Linked DNA regions of Zea mays: regions 1 and 3 are each linked to region 2. Evidence: chromatin contacts called from public Hi-C data. All regions are on one chromosome and are shown on one strand. Each heading gives the region's core, a stretch centred on a gene start, on an enhancer-like site or on the middle of the called end of the contact. The rest is flanking DNA. Distances are from core to core; before and after follow the strand shown. Region 1 holds the start of LOC103649951 (GPI ethanolamine phosphate transferase 3). Region 2 holds the start of LOC100277754. Region 3 holds the start of LOC103649954 (protein TPR1).

Region 1 (3,130 bases), core at 389-2,888, 230 kb before region 2:
TGGACTGTAGAACATTCAGAAGATTGGAAAATAAATGTGGAGAGCATAGATAAGATAATGCTAAATGCCTCCTAAAAAGCACAAGAAGAGAAGAATAGTATATGCATGAGACAACTGACCTCCAGGATCTGATTGTATTGCTCCAACTTCTGGATCATCGGGGTTGAGTCAACACCAAATATATGTCCTGCATGGTCCTAAACAAAGTTGATCTCACAAGTTTCCAGCTAAAGATAAAAGGATGACAAATAGCAGGTAAGTCCAAATTGAATGCACAATAACTTACCACTCCAAGAAAATGTGCAATAAGAACATCCCAATCATTTTTGTGAAGAGATGGAAGCAAGTGCTCAATTACACCATTATCTACCTGGCATACAACCATAATTGATAATTCAGTCAAACTTAAAAGAAAGAACTAAGAGGTTCATCAAAAAACAAGAACAAGGATTTGATTGACAGAATCTCATACTGTGTCAAGGTCTTTAACATTAAAGGAAGGGTATGGGAATGACTTGTTGAAGTGTTCAGGGTACAGTTGTATCCATGTATCATCCCCCATCATGACAACTCTCTTTCCATTTTTAGCCAACTGGTTGATCCCCAAGGAACAGAAAACATCACATCATCATGGCTAGCAAACCAGCATGAGCTGTAGAGAAATAATTGGACCTAGTCGGTACAAAATTGAATGTGGGATGAGATGAACCTGATGCATTATATTATCTTCGACTATTGCAGGAGCACCAAAACTATTGCCGACATCAATAAAGGTAGGGAGTCCACCCGTGGTGAGAGCCTGAGCATTGAGTTTTAAAAGGATTCTGTTAAGCCCACGAAGTACCGTTTTGGATCACATTACAATATTTCTAGGAGAAAAAATTATATAATGATACGATTTGAATGTTAGGATCACCTTAAGGCGCTGGAGGCTAGTTGTTGGTGGATCAGCGAGAGCTTTGAAGATCCTTGAAGAGGTCTTTTCGTCGGCAGCAAGCTTCTGCAAAACGTGCAGCTTGTCCATCCACGGCTGCTTCTCTGCAGCAGATCCAGAGATTAGTTAATATATTAGCAGCGGTAACAATCATACAGTGAAGCGATTTTTTCGCTCAGAGTCACCACCTGCAAAAAAGGTACTCGGCGCCACGAAATCAAATCTGCGAGGCAACAAATTGCTAAACCGCATCAGCTATAAAAAAAAACGACTCGGTACGTGGAGTATGAGGGATCCAAATTGTCGCACCTTAGCGCGTCGAGGACGACAATGACAAGGCGGTCGACGGCGGCCGGGGGCCAGGAGTCGCACCCGGGGGAGACGTTGCCCTGCGGCGAGAAGTCGTCGCGGCTGCTGTGGAGGTCCAGCTCGGTGCGGGTGAGGAGGAAGCCGCGGGTAAAAAGGTATACTGCCAGCGAGTGGATCGCGAGGATCGCGATGAAGAGCAGCGGCCAGCTAAGGAACCGAGAACGGCGGCGGTGGCTCGCCGGCGGCGACATCACCTCCGGTGTCGATCTGGCGCCTGGTGGCGGGCGGCAGAGCGTAGGACGGTGAGAGGACGAGAGCTGATGGGTGGACGCGAAGTGGGCCTTCGCTTGTTAAGCCCGGGCTGCTGCCGATAGTGAAATTTAAAGATAGGCCAATAACCGCTGCACATTGATCTGTGCCGTTTCATAGCCAAAAGCCCATTTTCAGCTTAAGGGCTAGTTTGGATACAATTAACCTCAATCCACGTGTATTGAGGTGGATTTACATCATCTCAACACATATGAATTAGGATAAATACTAGAGTACCAAACAAAGACTAAAGACATGTTTGAATCCCATGAATTAAAACCAATATCTAGAAAATGTGTTCTATTTTATTATTATACTAGGTATATGCCCGTGCGTTACTACGGAATCAATACGATGAAATACATTAAGGGCTCGTTTGTTTCGTTGGAATTGAATTCTGTTTGAATAATTATAATTTAGACAAAACTAATTAAGTTCATATATTTATATAAGTAATATATTTGTATATTATCCTAAATCATATGATAGAGATAGTTATATACTACATTTATGTTATAGCGAAGCAAGTAAAAGAATGTGCTATAAGTTGTGCATCGGAAAAATAACATGTAAATCTATAAAATCAATTTCCATCTCTCACCACATGAATTTGAGATAGGCTTATATAATAACTCTGGAAAGTGGTGGAATGTCACATTCTAAAAAAATAGTCTATTCTATTAGTAAGATTCCAATTTCTCGAAATGAAAGGAAACAAACGGGACCTAAATGAAAACACTAATTGATGTTCTATTCTTTTGTTAGCATCACTAAAAGTGAATGTTTACATATCTTAAAAGATACAATATGACAAAATTTGAATAGCTTCATAGTGTACAGCTCTACATGGTTGTGTTTGTGAGGTCAACTGATAAGTGCGCAAATAGTTAAAAGTGCAGAGTGTGATGTGTCGGATGCTCAGTGAAGCATGTTACGTGCAGAGATACTAACAGGAAGAGCTTCATGAATTATAGAGATACTAACAAGAATAGCTTCTTAAATGGCGCCCCTTTAGCAAAGATACTAACATACTGCGGACTATACTAGGTTTGTTGCATACTCCTGGGATATGTGGTCTATTCTGCTACAACATTTAAGCATGAATTTTACTACAAACGAACAGACATATAATGGTAATATATATTTATTGTGTTTTCTGGTGGACCAAATGTTTACCTGAAACCATTGGATCTCGAGGCTTGATATCTCTGAAAGAGCTTCATTAAGATGTGTGTCGGTCTTAACTAAAGCACTGACTGTTGTCTTGTGAGTCTCCCTAAGTTTTTGGATGTTGTCTTGCAAGGCTTTATTTGCAACATCCGCTTGTTGAGCGATGGACAAGAACTCTGCAGTTCCAGATGCAAAAACTGATGCCACAGGCACAACACTGCTAAGGGCTTGTTTGGGTAATCTTGGACTGGAGTGGATTGAGGTGGTATAAGGTGTATTGAAGTGTAATATGAACTAGTTTCCCTTTCAATCCCTAAAATCCACTTCAATCCCTCTTTATCCAAACGAGGCCTAAGGGAGGGCTGGTAATGGGAACTCACTGGGTATCCAAATGGTTGTGGCTGGACC
Region 2 (3,102 bases), core at 244-2,743:
ATATAGCCGTAGTTGGGGCTGGGCGCTCCCGTTTGACGTTTTGGTCTTTCTGACTAGCCTTTTCACACGTCGAAGGCCTCCTTGGTGATGAAAGACGCACAGCTGGGTTGCACTTGGCACGGCGCCGCTGTTATCTCCGGCGCTCCTGGCGCGGACGGCACCGGATGAGGGTGTGGCCCGTGTGGGTGCGGCACTGGCGGGCGCAGGTGCTGGTGCTGGTGCTGGGCGCCCGGATGGGGAGCGCCGTAGCCGACGAAGTGACCGCCGCCGTGCTGGTACTGCTGTCCCCTCAGCCGCTGTGCCTGCACAGCTGTGATGTAGACCACGAAGCCGACCACGACGGTGATGAGCCCCAGGATCCCCGCTGCCGCGAACATCCCCGGGCGCACCCGGTGGCACACGGGCCGCGGCTTCCGCCAGTCGCTCATGTGGCCGGACTCCACGGCGATGCCGATCATGAGCATCACCTCGGCAAGCCCGAAGCAAATCCTGCGAGGACACAGAAATATATAGAGCATATCCTCTCATGCACTGCACACCGCGGGCGGCATTGCTGCGTTTCGGCGAGAGGCCGTCTAATCTAACTCTAATTTGGTGGGCGGAGTGGACAGTGGAGTGACTGTCGGCGTCGTTACCACGTGAGGAAGAAGAGGCAGCCCGTCTGCCAGGTGAGCGCGGCGGCGGTGGACGCGACGCGCGGGTGGTCCTGGGCGACGGCCATGCCGGCGGAGGCGGACTCCGGGGCGGCGACGGCGACCAGCATGTAGGCGTGCTCGGCGAACATGGCGACGGCGAGGAGGATGAAGGCGCCGACGGCGTACGCGAGCGCGAGGCGGCCGCTGCTGTTGTAGACGCACACGTCCAGCTGGTCCTTGCTACCGCCCACGCTCATGAGGTAGTGCGACACCTGCAGATCAGATGCGTTAATTAGGAACGGCCGGCAAGTGGAGTGATCGTGGGCTGGTGATGCCTGCCAACGTGGCTTTAGACGATATGCATGCATGATGGACGACGACGACGTGCCTCTGAGCGCGACCCCTCGGCGGCGAGGCAGAGGATGAAGGCAACGAGGCCGCAGAGCACGGAGAGCGCGACGAGGGACACGGCGACCTGGCCGCTGGACCGCGTGGCGCGCCGCTCCTGCGCCTTGCGCAGGGACAGGTCGTCGTGGGTCACGGCTGGCGGCATCGTCGTTGCTGCCGTCGGCGCCGCGTACATGGATGAAAACAACGAGACGTGCGGCGAGCTGTCTAACTAGGCAACAATGGCTACGAAGAGAAGGACCTGCGGCGAGCTGCTGGCCTGGTGTCGGAATATATGGGCGGGATGGATCTGTACGTAGGCGTACGTAGCGTTGGTGATGCACGGGCAGTCGGGCACGGCTAGCTACTAAGCTTGCAGGCGACGGCTGCGGGTGGATGCGGTCGGAGAAGGAGATGCGCACGCCGGGATCGAGCGTTGCATCGGCGGAGAGGAAGGAATTGTACAGCGCCGACAGCTGCGATGCGCGCGCGCGGCAGCGCCAGCACGGGAGGAATATAATCCACAGTGGGGGGAGCGTGGAATTCCCCGTGCCTTGCTGGAGGAGACATTCCGATTCCTCGCTTTCACCCCTTTCATTCACCGGCCCGGAGCTTCTTTTTAATCTTCTCCTTTAGCCGTGCCGCGGCACGGTCCGAGCTCGGACGAGGCGTCGTCGCGGTCGCCGTCGCCGTCGCTGCTGCGGTGCGTGCTTTTTTCGGGAAAGGGACGAAGGCGCTACGCCAACGCCATCGGGCAGTGCGCCTTTTGCGCTTTTCAGGGGACTTACGGGGGTACCTTCCGGCTCCGAAGCATAGAGACGTGGACAGTGTGTGGTGGCGCCATGGCGGAATAAAACGCAGAGCTAAGAACCAAGGAGAAGCAGTTTGTGATCTGTGTAAAGCCTACAGCTGTAGTCCCGTGCAGTTATATCCCCGGAGGTGTTACACGTACAAAGTGCTCCATCCGAGCTCATCATGTCACCTTTCCCTGCTGCACATATTCCGTTCTTCTTCAAGAAACCGCCCTTTTCGGGAGCTGCATATGGATACGAAATGGAGTGTAGGATAGAAATTGTTGGTGTCTTTTTAACCAAACACTAATGATTCCTAGGTCGTCCTCGTAGTGAGTTCGGACCTTGGGGATGATACCTAGGTTTTGTCCATGGAGGGTCAAGACCTAAAATGGTTATCCTGAAAATTGACATCACCTCTATAATGGCCACCACCTATTTGGGACTGTTAGCAACGAATCCTAGGGCCTTCTCGTGATGAGCAATACCTTGGGTTCGGCTCTACGAGGTGGACAACATGGCGGTCCGCGACGGGTTGCTTGGTGGTGCTCGCTGCAGGGGCGCGGACGGTCTGCGGCTCTAGGCCAAACGGTCCGTGACCTGACGACAAGAGCGACGCCTTTCCTGCGTGCTGTCCGGACGGTCCGCGATGGCGCAGGGTCGTCTTCTTCTCACCTAGATCCCGCCCCCTTGGGGAGAGACCTTAGGGTGCTCTGGGTCAGCAGGTCACCCGGGGCGTTCCCAGATGACGTAAAGTCGCCTAGAAATTAAGAGATCAATTCGAGGAATAGATCTTGATTAATCTAGACGAAGTAGATCTTGCCCCTCAGGAGGGGTAAAGATCATATGGCCGTCCTGGGGTCGGCAGGCTACCCCAGGACGGATCTAGACGACATAGAGTCGAATGGGGATGAATGTGGATATGCGGAAGGCTACAACTAAAGTTACGTTATATCTACTCCTAGGGTAGGAAAAGTAAATAAAGTAGATAAGTTCAATTGGAATGTGTTCGAGGGTTCTCACAATCGGTCGTACCCCTTTATATTTATAGGGGAGGAGGTCTGGACCTGTTCCTAGGCGACAGCCAGCAACTCTCACGTGCTTAGATGGATAACCATGCACGAGATAAGGATAATTACCCGAGTTAATCTAATCGCGGGGCACGCGTACTGTTCGGGCCCAAGGGCCGGACCGTCCGCCACTTTTGTTGCTCAACATATGCCTCCTTCATTTTGGTGGAGCTTGGCGAACCAAAAGCACCAACACACTTCAGAAACAATAGATCTTAT
Region 3 (3,171 bases), core at 228-2,727, 160 kb after region 2:
AGGGAATTATTACATGTAGTAGAATATCAGCCCACAGGCAATTCCATTTCTGGGATAAAAGAACGTGGTACAACATCAGTTGTCAAATTTTCTCATCAATCAACAGAATGGGTACACTAAAGAGCTCATAACTCCAATGGTCAAAACTGAAAAATATCGAGTAACCACTTAAACCAGCCAACCACAATGCAAGATTTGAGCTTGGAAGTGATCCTAAACGACCAACCAAGTTCATGGCATTTATTGTGAAAAAGATCAGAAGCCACAAAGTACAGTTCTGACTAACCAACCGTGTGTTTTCTTCGATGCAAAAATTTGGAGCAAGCAGAGCAGAGTGCAGAACACATTGAAAACAGAACGTCCTACAAGTTCCAATTGCCTGGTTGAAATGACGTAATCCAGCAACATTACCGTCTAGTGCGTCGTTTACTGATTATTACCCGCAGGACACGACAAGGGGACCAAAGCGCCAGTACACCAAACAGAGTATTGATTTATAAAACTAATAACACGAGATTCATTTGTTCGACGAAATTAAGTGAACCGACAGAGAAGAGGAAGCCCAGTGGACACAAGAACCAGCGATGGGTGTAGTGACCCGCACATGCAAGCTCTATATTCCAAATGCGCCCCTGAATTTTTCCGGAATATAAAAAAAGTTGAGACCTTGAAAATCGATTTTTGGCCTGATTAAATAAAAACATCGACTGTCACGGAGAAAAGCACGAGGGGGGATAAAATGTCTTTTGACCTAAATAGCCCCCAAACTTCCATGTTATTACACGGTTCCTAACAAATCGAACGAAGCTTGAAAAAACTTATTTTTTCCAGCAGCAACTCGTCGAATCCCAGAAAGGAAAAGAAACGACTTAAAAAAAAACAGAGCCGCGTCTGGCCGGATTCATGAGAAAAAAAAAAAGCGGAAACAGGCTGCGCGACAAATCAAATCCCCTAGAGCGTAGAGGAGCCTGATCTCCAACCACTCACCAACCCAAGGTAACCACCGGCCGCGCAAAGAGAGGGGAGGGTGTACGCACTTGTGCACGGTCTCCTTGAACTTCTCCTCGTCGAGGAACTGCAGGATGAGGAAGACGAGCTCGCGGCTGAGCGACGACATGGCAGCGGCGGCGGTAAGCCGGCCAGTGGTCGATCCGCGCGCCCCGGAGCTTGTCTGGCGCCCCCGGGTCCGGAGGGCGCGGTCCTGGTGGCTTGGCCGCTCAGGCGGGCGCGAATCCTAGGGTTCCGTCGTCGGCCCGTCTCTCGCGAAGCGAAGCGGAGGCGAGAGAGAAGCGGAGATGTGGAAGAGAAGGTTGGGGGAGAGAGAGAAGCTATGGTCTCGCTTTCTTCGATGCGTTGCAGACCTCTCGCCCTTTTCTCTCTCCCCACGCCACCCAGCACTGGCTTATCTGTGAGAAGCACATGTCCTTATTGATAAGTGGGTAAGCTTATTGATATCTGCACGTACTTATATGATAGGTCGAGTGCGGCGGAATCGAAAGGGCTGGGATTAAATCGGATGGATATTCGTGAGCTGGCGTCCGGTTGTGAGGGCGACGTGCGCGCGAGACATCGCCTCGCGAGACAGGGGAAGGGCGGTGCTGGGGCTGCCGAGACGAGACGACACGAGACTGGCTTGCGTTTCCATGCGTGGTTGGTTGCGGACTGCAGGAAGGCAGTTTACATCCATCGCGCGTCTTCTCGGATCAGCAGCGTGCCAGTGGGAAAACAGTGGCGCACGGCACCGACTGAAGGAGATGAGGGCAGGTACATCCTAGAGACACTACAACGATTTTCTAATACAACACGATGCTAAGTGACTATACCATAGTTTTAAACCTCTGGATCATAAATATAATTAAAAGACAATAAATATAAAAAAATTGTGAAGATACGTGAAGAGTTTGCCTCTTTATTTTTTTACTTAAGTCTCTAAAGACTCTTTAAAAAGCATCTAATAAAATTGTACATGTCCTAACTAAGTGCAGGTTCACGTGCCCTGGGATCAATAGGCAGTTGTCTGTGTGTGCGGTATAATTGTCCATGTTGTGATGTAAAGACTTTTTTCTCTATAAGTTGATATGTTTAAGTTTACTATAAATATTTACTATAAAAATATCTTAGTACTTATTATATATTATAAATATTACTCTCTTATTCTTCTTTATAGAGGTTTTGTCTTTTAACATATACGACTTATATATATATATATATATATATATATATATATATATATATATATATATAGACGTATTTTTGTAACCAGGTGCATAGTAACTATAAAATCCAAAATAATCCATATTTTAACAACCTTCTTGTTGGAGACTTGTTCTCAAATGCTATGAGTTAAAAACAAGGCAACACAAAAAATGTTAAACGTTAAAGTCCTTCGTCCTTCGAAGCATTATTTCCCTTGGGACATAATGATTTTCGGACGAAGGTTATGAAGGACATACCTTCATAAGCACAAGATATAATAATAAAGAAGAAATCATATGAAGTGTAAGAGATAACATAAACAATTATGTATTGTTATCAACTCATTTCTATTTTATTATTATGGAAAAATGGAAATGATATCAAATTACAAATGTACCTTCGGCTTGAAAGAAGGTAAGAGTACAAGTGTGACGCAAAAGCAAATGTCAAGTCAGCGTGAACAGTACGGGAGCACTGTTCATCTATTTATAGGCATGGGACGCAGCCCATGTAAAACTACACCCATGTCCTTTACATTTACTAATGACTCTATAGTAACCTATCGAGGTCTGAATAGCCTTTTCCTTTTTAAGTCGGTTTCCTTTTCTGCTATAGTGCCGAAGCTCTCCTGCACATGGCTTCGGCTCTACGCCAACCTTCATGTTCTTTGTGCTTCTTCATACTGTGGATCTGATCCGAGTCCGAAGATACCTGTTCATGTATTATACTCCAAGAACATTGTTAAATCATGTTTTTGAGGACCTTCGGAAGCCGAAGGCCCCCAACAGTAGCCCCTCGCAATATTAATTTGTTAGAATGATAAATTCAGATTGCGATATGGACGAAGGCCCTAAGTCGAAGGTCCGAAAAACACCTTCCCTTTGCTAGAATAGCAACAGTCAATGACAAGTGGGGCCCTCCAGCTTGCAACGCACTAGGCGTATAAATAAGAGCACACCACGAGCTCATTTGGCA

What was found. Hi-C and Micro-C count contacts between places; a contact is called where the count stands out from the background.
Region 1: a contact with region 2 is called in a Hi-C map of tassel, with 2.2 times the contacts expected there. The contact joins the promoter of LOC103649951 here to the promoter of LOC100277754 in region 2. A contact is called at or near these places in 2 of 25 Hi-C or Micro-C datasets (ear and tassel).
Region 3: a Hi-C map of endosperm shows a contact between it and region 2, with 2.2 times the contacts expected there. The contact joins the promoter of LOC103649954 here to the promoter of LOC100277754 in region 2. A contact is called at or near these places in 2 of 25 Hi-C or Micro-C datasets (ear and endosperm).

The regions. Positions count from the first base shown.
Region 1 is chr3:35,603,216-35,606,345 of Zm-B73-REFERENCE-NAM-5.0, forward strand. It overlaps LOC103649951 (GPI ethanolamine phosphate transferase 3), which reads right to left and starts at 1,639. Exons shown (of 22, transcript XR_563819.4): 1 at 1,244-1,639; 2 at 1,123-1,157; 3 at 917-1,038; 4 at 710-799; 5 at 473-592; 6 at 287-370; 7 at 120-197.
Region 2 is chr3:35,830,388-35,833,489 of Zm-B73-REFERENCE-NAM-5.0, forward strand. It overlaps LOC100277754, which reads right to left and starts at 1,494. Exons shown (of 3, transcript NM_001367298.1): 1 at 1,024-1,494; 2 at 636-907; 3 at 1-489. The coding sequence starts at 1,218. The coding sequence ends at 63.
Region 3 is chr3:35,992,746-35,995,916 of Zm-B73-REFERENCE-NAM-5.0, forward strand. It overlaps LOC103649954 (protein TPR1), which reads right to left and starts at 1,478. Exons shown (of 25, transcript XM_008675649.3): 1 at 1,038-1,478. The coding sequence starts at 1,117.